Regions from separate parts of the Zea mays genome. Here region 1 is linked to region 2. A link is a contact called in public Hi-C data. All regions are on one chromosome and are shown on one strand. The core of a region is the stretch at or near the end of the contact, and the rest is flanking DNA. Distances in the headings are between cores, read along the strand shown. Region 1 holds the start of LOC100280619. Region 2 holds the start of LOC103652171 (osmotin-like protein).

The links. A called contact is a pair of places that touch in the nucleus more often than the background predicts.
Region 1: a contact with region 2 is called in a Hi-C map of tassel, with 2.6 times the contacts expected there. The contact joins the promoter of LOC100280619 here to the promoter of LOC103652171 in region 2. A contact is called at or near these places in 2 of 25 Hi-C or Micro-C datasets (ear and tassel).

The regions. Positions count from the first base shown.
Region 1 is chr3:128,150,803-128,157,623 of Zm-B73-REFERENCE-NAM-5.0, forward strand. LOC100280619 reads right to left here and starts at 3,255. Exons shown (of 1, transcript NM_001367136.1): 1 at 2,299-3,255. The coding sequence starts at 3,162. The coding sequence ends at 2,482. It overlaps LOC100381984, which reads right to left. Exons shown (of 3, transcript NM_001361569.1): 2 at 4,873-6,821; 3 at 3,575-4,769. The coding sequence ends at 4,571.
Region 2 is chr3:127,963,450-127,970,246 of Zm-B73-REFERENCE-NAM-5.0, forward strand. LOC103652171 (osmotin-like protein) reads right to left here and starts at 4,621. Exons shown (of 2, transcript XM_008677810.2): 1 at 4,614-4,621; 2 at 3,572-4,403. The coding sequence starts at 4,621. The coding sequence ends at 3,857.

The DNA.
Region 1 (6,821 bases), core at 2,005-4,504, 190 kb after region 2:
CCTAGCGGGCCCGTGCCGGGCTGCCCGTTTGGGCATATATAGGTGTGGTACGCCCACCGGCAACCGGCTTGCGTCAACACATGATGACACCTCTGCAAAATGTGTGAGTCCTTTCGGCCGCAGTCGTTGGCGATGCACGAATGGCCGCTAGTGCAGTGCTAGACGAAATATTTGTAGCTCGCTCGGTGTATGGTTAGCTTCACTTAGTTTGGATCGACTCGTTTGAATTTTTTTCATGACCTGAAATGACATTTTAGCTCGGTTTACTAACGAGTCACCTCGCGAGCTAAACAAGCTATCAAATTTCAGCATAACAGTGAACATTATATGTACGTGTGGTGCCTATGTCATATGAGTTAAACTGATTATTGATGAACTATGTCTACATATTAAATTGGTCTATACAACTATGACTGTAGGTTAAACTAATGAACATGTGTGTGAATTTTAAATTGATGATAAATTGATGAGTGATGAGTTGTGTTAGTTTGTTGTTACATTGATGATGTATGTGGAACTGTAAGTATAATTACTATTTTCTGTTGTTAAATTGGTTTGTAATTAACTATAAATTGATTATTATATATATTGTTCTTTTTTTCTAATATGGCTTGTGAGTTAAATAAGTCAGCTCGAGCTTATAAACGAGTCAAATCGATCTGTCTCTGTGGCTCGTTAGCTTAACAAGTCGAACCGAGTCAGTTCGAACTCAAATGATCTGAGCCGAGCTAGATTGATATCCAATCTTAGATAGTGCGACATTGGTAGCCTCGGATTCGACAACGATCGGGATGCAGAAGGGAGAGCCCGCCGCTGCGTTCATAACCCATGCACGAGCTGACGGTGTGCTCTCTGGGCTCTGGCGACGCCGAGACGGAGGCCTTTCTGAGCCTATGCAAGATGTGTTGGTTGGGGCAAGGAGTCAAGGAGCGTTGCTCATGTGTATCAGCTCAAAAATAACCTTGGTACACATTATAGCAAACATAAAGAGAAAATATATAATTTTAAAATAAATACAAGATAAATTTAAGGTAGATGTTAGCAAAATTCTACTTCACCCTGGTAACCATGTAGCAGAGAAAGCTAACGTGGCTTCGCTCCCTGTCTCCAACTGTACATCAGATCCAGATTATTGTTTTCATAATTCGATGGAGCTTCGCATATTTAGGGCGTGTTTGTGACCCTGTCCCTGGCCAGCTCGGCCCGTTCAATTGGTCCAGGCTGAGGCTAGCCTGTCCCGGCTACTGCAACTCACTTTGTTTGCGCACTTGTACCATATGAGCCTGGCTCAGACGAGCTGGTGTTTGTCACCCAATATGCAGCCAGGCTAGAAGGCCAAAACTACCTAAACGCGGAATCCTTGCGCCACGAGCAGCCAGGCTCCCAGGAAACGGACCTTGAGCTCGTTTCTGTGGAGCCAGGCTGAGAGGCTCAATTTGCACGCGCACAGCCTGGCTCCCGAGCCAGCCAGGCGACGCAAACACAGGAGTTGCAGCCCGGGAGCGCAGCCAGGCTGCTGGGCCATGGCGGCAAACACGCCCTTAGTCTCAAGGGGGAAAATAGAAGCAAGGTGATGTCATGTCGTGCTTTCGTCTTCGACACAATTCTGCTTTGTCGAAAGATGGTAAGACATGATGACGCCGACATCAGTCATCGGGGGATGTGATATCCGCAGCTTTTGCTTTAACCCTTTTCCTCTCGGGTAGAAGCAAGGTATATATGCCAAAAGAGCTACTAGGGCCGTGAATGAAAATGCTCCGTGGATTTTAAATGTCTCAGTTTAACGGATCTGGATTTTTATTCACACCCCGTTTGGATTCTTTCATTAGAGAATTTGTAATTTACTCAATAAAGTAACTTATTTAGTTTGGAATTTGATATTCCACCACTTCCCAAACTTCAGATATGAATCTATCTCAAATTCATAGTGTGGAGGATGGGAAATGATTTTATGCATTAGTAGAATTTATTTCTACTGTTTAACTTACATGATATTCTTCGTCTCACTTCTTTATAGTAAAAATATATCATATAAATATCTCTGATATCTTACTAATAATAATATAAAAATATATTTTACATAAAATCGAATTTGCTTAATTGATATATAACTAAATCACCATTATTAGAATGGAATTAAATTTCAATGATGCAAACGGGACGCCAAGGAATTTTGCAAGGAAAAAAAGGGCATTGTTCAGAAGAAATTATATTATTGTCGTCTGCAAGTGCAAGCGGATTTATCGATAAGCTCGTGAATGGGGAGCATTTTAGCTGATTTTTTAAATTAAATTTATTAGAAATGTAATGCTTTTATTAAAAAATATGTAATACGAATTTAAACTTGAAATTTTGCTTAAAAACCACCGGGTTACACGCGTCGAAGCCTAAGCTAACAAACACACGAAAGCAAAAAGCGTGACAAATAACGATTCAACGAAGCGGGGCCAGTGGAGCTGGACGTCTGTCTCGGCCAGTAGTCTAGCTGTCGGCGACGACGGTTCGGATGGCCATCTCGGCTTCGGCGGCAGCGGCGACACCGCCTGTGACGATGGTCGCCTGGCAGAAGACGACCTTGAGCTCGCCCGGCGCGCGGCAGCTCTGCGGCACGGGCTCCACGTCGGTGGGCGTGGTCCTGGTGAGCGGGCACCGGCTCTTGAAGTACTCCGGCGGGCCGCGGCACGCGGCGCCCTCGGCGGCGCGCTGCTGCGGGGGGCAGTCGCAGTTGAGGTCGACGGGGCACCCCAGCGCTGGGCACTGCCCGCCGCCGGCCGCCTGCGGGCTGACCACCACGGGCGCGTTGAAGCCGTCGGCGAGGCTGACGCTGTAGGCGGCCTGGTCCTGGTTCGTGCCGTCGTGGACGGTGACCTGCACGACGGTGGCGGGCGGCGCGGCGCCCGTCCAGCAGCCGGACGCGGCGGCGTCGCAGCCCGTGCGCGCGGCCACCCGGCCGGCCCAGAAGGTGGGCGGGAAGGAGAGGGTGAGCAGCGCGTTGGGGTCTAGTCGCGCGGTGTTGTCGGAGATGGAAGGGAGGCCTGAGTTGGGGGTCACCAGAGGCCACACCGGGTGAGGGCAGAGGTTGTGGATGGTCAGCGTGGTCGCCGTCGTGGAGCTGGCAGTGGCAGCGAGGAGAAGAGCGGCGAGGACGATGGCTCTGGCCATGGTCTTCTTCAGCCCTTGACAAAGCTGGTAGGCCCCTATAGCTGGTTGTGTAGTGTTATTAGGCGTGAGTTTGTGAATTGTGATGGCAATGACAAAACATCAGACAGCTCTGCCTGGCTTTTATAGGCGAGCTTAGTGATGCGACTAGCGTCCATGAGAAGGGTCAATAGAGAAAAGAACTTCAATGCTAGTAGTAGATTTGGCTACGGTTTTCAATATACTCCTACACGGGCTAGGATCGAAAACCGTTTTTTATCAATTCAAAAAAAAAGAAGAAAAGGACGGTCATAGCAAATTAGAAGCAGACAAGTTGGGTGGGTAAGGATATGGGCAGAGATAAAAGCAAGATAACAAGAAGCATTCTACCTTTACTTCTTTACCTACATTTTACTAAATTGATTCCATGTTTAGATGAAGCTGAGAAAAAGAGCACTCACGCTTAACTTTGCTCATATGCTCTGCGGCGGAGCACCAGCCAAATACAGTAAATATTACCAGTGGGTCTTCTCCACACCATGGTACAATTCATAAACCACACCCAACTCAATTTGCCTCTGCCACCAGCAAGAACCACTTCAAAGACCTATATAACTCTATCTCTGTTTCTTCACCCACACAGCTCCTCATAAACCGAAATGGAGCAGCATGTATGTAGATTACCAAAAACACGGTGGAAAAAGGCACAAACACGCGCTGCTCCGATAACACCGGGAAATAAACCAATGCACGCACGGACCTGACTTGTACAAATAGCGTGCGGTAGCAGACCGGACAGGACACATGTTTTGCCCCCAAAGCAACTCTTACAAAATAGACCGACCAAGAATGAAATGCAAAGACAATGCAAGCGGCCAAAGGGAAAAGAATGCTAGGAAATTCACAACCTACCAGCAGCAGCAGGGAGGATATGTCTGACATAAATGGACTTGGCCACCCTGATCGATACAAAAATAATCCTGTGACAACGCGATTCGAGCCCGCTCTTTCTTACTGGAGCAGCAGCAAGAAACTGCGCCTTTTGTCCCACGTGGCCATCTGACCAAACTTTGATGCATGGGATGGATACAGGGGAGGAAATGATGGGCCACATATCATAGGCATGCCATGCACAGGAATCTGTGAGCATGTCATGCGATAATAGAACCTCATCTCACCTCCAACAAGACATGAAGGTTGCAGATGCATTTGGCGAAAGTTAGTGGGCGGCCAACTTGAACCCTTCTTTTCCCGCCGAAGCGGGGCGCGGGTTGACACATGTACTGATGCATGAGTTAGTGGGGACCCTCCGACTCTGCTGTAAAGATGTTGGACTTCACCGAAGAGCAGGTCTGGACATGAAGCAATTAAAGACCCAGGCATGATGACATGTGGATGGGATGCAAGTGCAGACTCGAGACTCACTGTGGCATCAACCCGAAACTGCACGGCTGACTGCTATCCTCGCCCAATCGGCAGATTCTTTCACCAAAGGATCGTCTGATGCCAAGCATTCCTCTAAAAATGCCTGGCTTGAGGTGGATTGATTGATCAAAGGGCCAGCATGGACACCTAATGTGTCAGCCAGATCTCCCAAGACACCTATTGCAGTCTTCATCACAGTATCATCCCTGCAAAAGAGTCATAGCAACATAAGGAATTAGGCCAACAAAACAAATGGCTCATAAGTTAAGCAGCGGAGTTGAAGAATCAGAGTGTGAAGTTTTGACGTACATATCCTTCCCATTGTACAGAGCATCAAGGAACTGAATAATATGCGGAGCGAATGGCATCAGCAGTTGTGTCTTAGGTGAACTCTTAAATCCTTGCAGGATACCAGAGTAGGCTTCCAAGATTCCATTTCTTAGCTGATTGGTGTAGTCGAGCATCTCATCATCAGTTGCAGTGGTATGGGCCGACAAATCAGCAGCACTTTGCAGCATAGGCATCGCATAGATCAAATACTTCTCAAAGTCCTCCCCAATTGCCAGTGCTATATCACCAAAGCACGAAAATATCGGTGGTTTCACAGATCTGTGCAACTGGTTACTGGACAGGTCCTTCAGGAGCTGGGTCATGATGCCATCGCAGAAGGGTAAAATTTTGTCTTCCAGTGCTCTGCAGAGGTCACCAACAACACCCACGGTAATGGCACACACCTGATACTCCTCAAAGTTCTGAAGTCCCATCTCCAAATACTGATAAAACTGTGTCATGTACTTTGCAAAGTTTGGGCCAGCTGCATATGCCAATGCACCAATAGCAAGCATAGCTTCTTCGTGTACTGTGGCATTTCGACATGCGAAAACTTTCAAAAACAGATCCATCATCTGATCAGCATACTGCAAGAAAGAGTACTTAGTTGACTCCATCCCCCCTAACTTTTGGATTATGACCTGCAAGCAACCACAAAGGAGGCCCTGCAGTTCGCTCCTCTTCTCCCTCTCATCAGTTGACAGCTTTTCAGCTTCCAGTGTCTGATGGAGCTCCACCATGATCACAGGTACTAACTGCATAACAATAGGGGCCGTCTCCTCAGTGGAGCACCTGACAACTTCATTTAGGGTCTCATATGCTGCTGTTCGCAACCGAGATTCTCCAGCATCGTCCCTGTGAGTGACCATAAGCAGGTTCTGAACGATATCTTGAAAGAAAGGGGATAATGGTGATGCAGATCCAGCATCAACATAGCCTTGTGCAAGGAAATATAGGGCTCCACATGCCTTTTCAGCCACATTTGGGACATCCTTCATGCTGTGAAGCAGCACAGTAAGTATTTGCTGACAATTCTCACCTGTGATGATAGGAGGAGTTTCAAGCGCTGAACCATGAAGGAACTCAAAGATTCTCCCAAGGGTCCAAGCAGTTGTGTCCTTCACATGGTTGCTTGGATCCTTCATCAGTGCAGACAGCATGAAGCCCAATGCAACATTAACAAGAGGAGCCAGTTTATCAGCTGATGGGCCCTCCAAGATAGAGCCAAAGGCATATGTTGCAGCCTCTCTTTGTCTCCACTCAGACTTGGTTATGTTCTCCTCCACAAAAGGCATTACAAGAGGAACAATGTCATCACCAACGGTCCTTGCCACCAGGCCCAAACAAGTTCCCCCAGCCATTGCAAGATTCCAAGCACCTTCATCCAAGTCTTGGTCTTCCTCTTGCTTGAGGAGAGTTTCCAACAACATAGGCACCAAGGCAGGAAGAGCCTGCTTGATAAAGTAGTAGCAAGGAACATCGGAATCAGCTGTAAATTCACTGCTGTACTCATCCAGAATATCAATTTCCTCATCGCATATGGAACTCCAGAATTCAATAGCCTGGAGTGCAACTGACTCCTCATCTCCCCTCACAGCTTTTGCAGTTATATTAAATATATCCTGCATGTCTGTTGCCAGCTTATCATAATAAGTAGACGAGATAGCCACCAAACACTCAAAGGCGGCCTGCCTTATCTTCACCTCTGGAGACTGTGTCGCTTCACAAACTACTCTCATGATATAGTCACGCTCCATGTCATTTGAGAAGTTAACCTGAGCAAAGCCCAAAGCATTATACAATGCCCGTGTAGCTGCAAGCCTCACATCAGAGTTTGCCTCAGAAGCATTCATACCCTGAACAACAGCTGTAAGTATTTTATTGACTTGATCTTGCTCAACAGCATCTGGAGAAACTTCCTCACATAA
Region 2 (6,797 bases), core at 3,371-5,870:
CCCGCAGGTGCGATCGTAGGCGGGTTTATATAGACTTTGTGGGCGCGATCGAGGACATGTTTTTATTCCACCCACCTGAACCCGACCCATTAGCATCCGTGCGTGCGTCCCTCTTCTATGTACCTTCTCCATAATCATGGTCCTCATATTTGAAGTCAGAACCAATTATCATCACTAATCTTTTTCTCCTCCTTTTCCTCCCACTTGTCTTGCTCGTATGAACTATACATGTACATCTGGATTGGCCCGACACGGCAAGGCCAGCACATTAAACCATGACCCACTAAAGCACAACCCCAATTATAAACTATGTTATGCCCACGAGTGACCCGTACCCGACCCGAAAATTGGTTTATTCTTTATTTTGTGCAAAAATTATTAAGATACAATAGTAATTATTTTGAATAAGTAAATTGACTAATGGTACTTGAAAAATGCTATGTTGCTTCTCAACATGAGAAGACTTAAAATTTATAGATATAACTCAATTATTGTTGGTACTTAATTGGTTATAGCTGAATTGTTGTTTAAACATGTATAGTCAGTAAAACTTACGGGTGACCTGAAACCCGACGGGTTCGGGTTCGAAATGGCACCCGTGGGTGCGACCGAGGATGGGTTTTTATGTCACCTGAGACCTGAATCTGACTCATTGCCATCCCTGGATGCGTCCCTCTTCTAAGGTACCTTCTCCATAATCATCTTCCACCAAGTCAGAATCAATTATCATCCACTAATCCTTTTCTCCTCCTTTTCCTCCAACTTATATTGCTCATATGAACTATACATGTACATCTGGATTGGCCCGCACGGGAAGGCCAGACACATTAAATCACGACCCACTAAAAGCACAACCCTAATTATAGACTATGATGTGTCATCCTGTGTGCCAAGCCGACGGGCCACGACATGGCCCACAAATACTTAAGTGTGTCAGGTCAGTCTAAATAACCCAAAATGCCATAATGTGTCAGGGCGACCATATAAACAGAATAGTAATACAAAGTAATTTATTCAATCAATAAAACAAATCACATGAAATTAAATACAAACAAAAGTATAAAACATATATAAACAAAATAAAATTGATTTGTTTTGTGGTTGCCTCGTTAAAAACTGAATCGAACTAGCAATTATATATATACTATGTGTGTTTTAGTGGGCTTTGACGAGTCTTAGTTAAATGGGTTATGATAGGCCAGCCCATGTGCTTGAGTTGAGGCCTAAACACGACCCATGTATTGTGCTATGTCGCTGTGTTTTCAAGTCGTCCGACTAATCGTGATTAGTCGCGATTAGTCGGCTGGTCGGTTTAGGGTGGCCGATTAGGGAAGCCGACCCGATCAGAACATCTGATCGCCGTGGTCGTCCAACTAGTCGAGGACTAGGGACGTCGCTCGATCAGGCGCTTCTGGTCAGCCAGGGTCTGAAGCCTATAGAAAATTTCAGTTGGATGAATATTTTCTTATGTCACTAGTAGTGTGATAGTAAGTGTTTCTTCGCTGTTTTGAACGCCTGCATTACTTTAGGGTTATTGGAGACAAATATCTTCCTTAAATGAGTATTGTAGAATTCTTATCATGTTTACCCTTTATATATAGTTATATAATATTTTATATACTCTATACATATATATGTCATACTATTGTTATATACTATGTATATACTCTATACATATATGGTCTTATATACCATATATACTCTACACATATGTCCTAGATGAATAAGACTAGTAAACGACCAGGGTCGACCAGAGGTCGATTAGTCGACCTAATCGAGATTAATCGCCTTGTCAGACCCCTAGGTTGAGCTGGTTGCTCGACTAGAAAACATAGCTATGTCGACCGAGGCCCAGAATTAATTTAGGTCTTGCCTCTAATTTCGTGCTTTTGGGGTAGCCTGTTAGACATATCCCAAATGTACATGTATAATATGAACCCACATCAAAGTTGTTGACAATACCTCCCAAACACCGCATCGTTTCACCAACTGTCATTAGAGAAGGATTAAGTGGTTCCTTGATCAATTGATTGTCCAACCCATATTGACGGGCATTGCGTCAACATCAACCCCACATTATTGTTCATTGACTTTAATACCATCTAAGGACCTCCTATATCCATTCTCCACTAAAACCTCAGGCAATGTCACATTTGACTATTGAACTACCATTTTGTAGCATGGCAAATAGCCCTCATTGCGCAAGGGCATCAACACATAGTGTGACCTTCTCTTCCCACTATCAAACCTCCTCGTCAATGTGAAATCTTGCCATCAAATATTTACATTACCCACAAACAAAACCCAATGAAGCTAGGTGGGATATCAAACATTTTAAGTTCATCTTCTATATTGTCAAACACCCAATCTTCTACCTACAATAACTAGTCAAACTAACAATACCAATCTAATTTAACTAACAATATAAGCAATCTAACTCAATATACTAATGTAATCTAACTATCTGACTAATTTAGCTAAATCAATAAATCAATTGTACCTACAAATTCTAACTCACTAACTATCATTAACTTAAAAATGATCATTGAAATAACAATTGCAAAAAGAAAGTACCTTGCTAAAGAAGTGGTAATCTTTGGGGATCATATTAACAATACAACGACTAAGCAAAGGAATAAGGATGTATCTGTTTAGAGTCTACAAAGAGGTAGTACTCGGAAGGGAGCAATAGAGTGAGGTGCCGCGATTGAGGCAAAGGGAGGGAGGGAGGGAAAGGGAGGAGGCATATGGGCGAGCAAGGGTCCCGCGAGACAGGAGTGGGCGACAACATAGGTGGATGAAGGAGAGAGGAGGCCATCATGCAGCTTTGTATCCCCTGTGCCACGCCAGGTAGGACGGGGGCTATATAGCTCTTCCACGTCCAAGCCAATAACACATCAAAAGGTACCACATCACTAGTCAGCGTAGGCATGTCTTACCATATTGTAAGACTGTCCTACCATATTGATAGGCTAGGCAAATGGCCATATGAATAAGATCGATATGGGCTAATAGGTTAGTTTTTTTTTCTAAAATATAATGTTGTTTTTTGAAATATCTTTAATAATAATAATAATATAAAAAGCTTATTTGGGACCAAACTTGTATTGTAGACAAAGCTAAATTGCTTCTGTTGAGATGCATGTGCCCAAAATTCTCCGATCTCAAGGTGGTTAGAGGGTGACCTTCATCATATGATAAACAATTTATTTCCTTGTTATGCACATCATGTCCGATCTTTTTCATCAATTGTGTTTTGTGGCTTAATGTAAAAATCATCACTTTTGTTGGGATTACACACACGTATATCACGTGAAATTCAGATTACTGGGGAAATTTTCTCGTCCCAAAAGAGGGGGGCAATGCAGTCCTCTGCGTTACTCTACGTTCTGCATATTCCTTCGCATCACTACTTGAAAGCGGCAACATTTCCCGTTCCCCTACTCCCACTCCGTTCGCGTCCATACTGTCCTTGTACAGTTCTACCTCGAGGCCGTGCATGGCTGCAATCGTGCTCACACATACGACGCATACGCCGCCGCGCGCATGACATGGCAAGAGACATGAAACGTGTCGCAACTCAAAAACATACATTCTCCTGGATGGACGCAACTATTCACTTGGCACTGCCGGCCGAACACATGGCAACGAAGCCAATGACAACTACTAGTACCACACACACACACACAGCTTTAATAGCGGCCCCGTTCAAGTTCAACAGTAACACACGCGCTTAATTGCCTAGTTAACGTACGTACCTTTATTACGCACTAATCAGAGAGCCGGCATCTCCTCCGTTCAACTGACCAGTGACCACCGGCCGGCGTTACCACAGGCAGCTAGACAGCTAGTAGCTCTAGTTGTCCGCGACGACGGTGCGGATGCGCTCGGTCTCGGCGGCGGCGGCGGCGTTCACCATGGCGGACTGGCAGAAGACGACCTTGAGCTCGCCGGGCGCCAAGCACCGCTGCGGCACGGGCTCCACGTCGGTGGGCGTGGTGCGCGTCAGCGGGCACCGCTCCTTGAAGTAGCCCGCGGGGCCCTTGCACGCCACCACGCCGCCCCCGGCCCCCAGCACGCGCTGCGAGGGCGGGCACCCGGCGTTGAGGTCCGCCGCGCACCCCAGGGCCGGGCACTGCCCGCCGCCCACCGCCTGCGGGCTCACCACAGCGGGCACGTTGAACCCGTCCACCAGGCTCACGCTGTACGACGCCAGGTCTTGCCCCTCCGCGTGCACCACCAGCTGCACCACCGTCGCCGGCGCAACGCTTCCCGTCTCGCACCGGGAATGCCCGGAGCTGCATCCCGTGCGCGCCACCACGCGGCCCGCCCAGAAGCTGTCCGGGAAGCGGAAGGAGACCAGCCCGCGCCCGCCGCCGAGGAGGCCGCCGTCGACGCCAGGTCTTCAGTACATAGATTTTAGGCGGGTTTCAACGGGATGGCAGGATTGATACTGACCGCTGACGCGGCAGGGCCGATGGTCGGTACCGACCATGACAACATCAACGACGGACTCTAGGTTCGGTCGGTTAGCTAGGCTGCCGACTGATCGAGGCGGGCTATAGTGGTAGCGATGGGGTCAGGTCGATCAGTACTGCCCGGTCGGTACCGACCGACGCATTGGGGCAAGCGCCGGTACTAGCCAGGCGTGATCGGTAGTGACTGTCGGTTGTTTACATGGCATTGTTTGATTGGTCAATGCTATTTCATCTATTTGAATTTTTTAAAAAATCTAAAAATCCAACAAATCTGGAATTCACAATATAAATAATGGGGGTACTTGAGTTCATTCACACACATTCATCTCTAATTCACAAGCTTTATTTTCCATTTGTATACACTTAGTCTCAATTTAGTAGCTTCCTAATCTTCATTTCGATATGAATCCCAGATGGACTCCCAACTTTGATACGTTCACAGACTTGCTCAACGAGCAATCTCACAACGTTCCGAGACCTTTGTCGGTGCAGGTAAAGACTTCTCCGACTGTCTTTATCTTGACCTTTACCGATAAGAGGACGTTCCTACTCGTTTTCGTTCCCTACTTATCAACCTCCCTTTCCTTACATGTATCCTCTTTCTCCATATCCATATCGACCAAGTGACGACGCTCCTGCCTCTACTACTAAGCCTCTAACGATTGTCACTTATCCTCCTAGCACTAATGAAGCCCCTTCCATTGCCACTCCTCCTCCACAACATTTTACTTATCTATATCCTCTTTCGTACCCATACATATGCCATAGGGACCTCCTCCTTATGGATCATATGGTGCACCTCCTTCGTATGCTTCTCCTTATGGCTTCTTGATGTGGTCCCTCCCCCTATGGTGTTCCTCCCACATATGGTGGTTGTGCTCCTTTTTGTTCTCCCCCAACCACGGTAGTGCCACCAAGTAGCCATAGCGGTATGGCCTCCAACCAGTTCGCGTACTCTAGGACATCTCAATTCCAACAGCGACGGAACTCGCTAAGATAGAGGATGAAAGGCTTACAAGTACAAGTATACCTTTATGAGTTCAACACTGTTGTTAAGTCGAGAACAATTTTTGGGTTCATAAATTTATAGATGCACACATGGTTAATGCACTCCGTTGACCAAATAGTTAACACACTCGCATTGAGGGAAAAGACAAAAAGATTGGCTTTTGGGACCAAAGTTAGCCATGTACAACTCTACCACCAAACCTCTTTGCAACCATACCATTAAGTAGCGCAAGGATTGGTGGTCCATAAGCAACCAAAAAGTCATTGTCTTCAACGACATCCAAAACCGTTTGTTCGCCACCCAACTGAGCAAATCAGATGATGCTATAGTGGCAAAGGAGAGCTTCCACAACAGGCCCGATAAAACTGAATTCAAGCTGGAGCATATGTGGTGTGCTCTTTGTCATCAACCCAAGTGGTGCGTGTGACATGGTGACTCCAACTCTAGTGAAGCAGATCCGCATGCTCAATAGTGTCAAACCATCACACCCTATTGGTCATGATAGGGCAAGAGCCAACATGAGGTTAAGGGAAAGCAATAAGTAGTAGTGAGTCCCCATACTAGAAGAGGATGATTGTGAAGTAGTTTTGCAAGGCTAGCAACAAGATAAATCAATCAAAATTCTACGAGCAGTTCACCAAGCTGCTGGATTAGTCCACCACCGACATGGATGACAACATGAAGAGGACTCATAGGTTGGCCATGAAAGTTTGATAAAACGATTAAAACTAGTTGAGGAAGAACATGAGTAGGATGAGGAGTTTTAAATTTTTTTGTATAAACTATGTGATTTTCATTTTTTGCAACTTATGAACTTCATTTGAATTATGGTTCCTTTAATCCTATCTGAAAGGGAAATGTGCCCTTGGGCAATTTCTATAAGTATTTTGGTGATTAGATGCCCAACACATTATTTGAGTACTAATGTGCTAAATGTGTGAAAGGTGCAAATCAAAGTAAAAGGTACGTTTCTAGACTTAGTACATTGTTTTTGTGAACTAACATTGTGTGTCTAAGTGCTAGAAACAGTGCCGAAAAGAGAGGAATCGGATTGCAAAAGACTTGGCTGTGAGCAGCCAAACTTCAGCTCGGACTGGCACACCGGACTGTCCGGTGGTGCACCGGACAGTGTCCGGTGCGCCAAGCTGGTCTCCGGTGAAAAGGCCGCTCTCGGGAGTTGACGATGGTGTATGGCTATAATTCATCGAACTGTCCGGTGGTGCACCAGACTGTCCGGTGAGTCATCCGCGGTGAACTCGTCGCTCTCGGGAAACGGAAAAGGCGACGTGGCTATAATTCATCGGACTGTC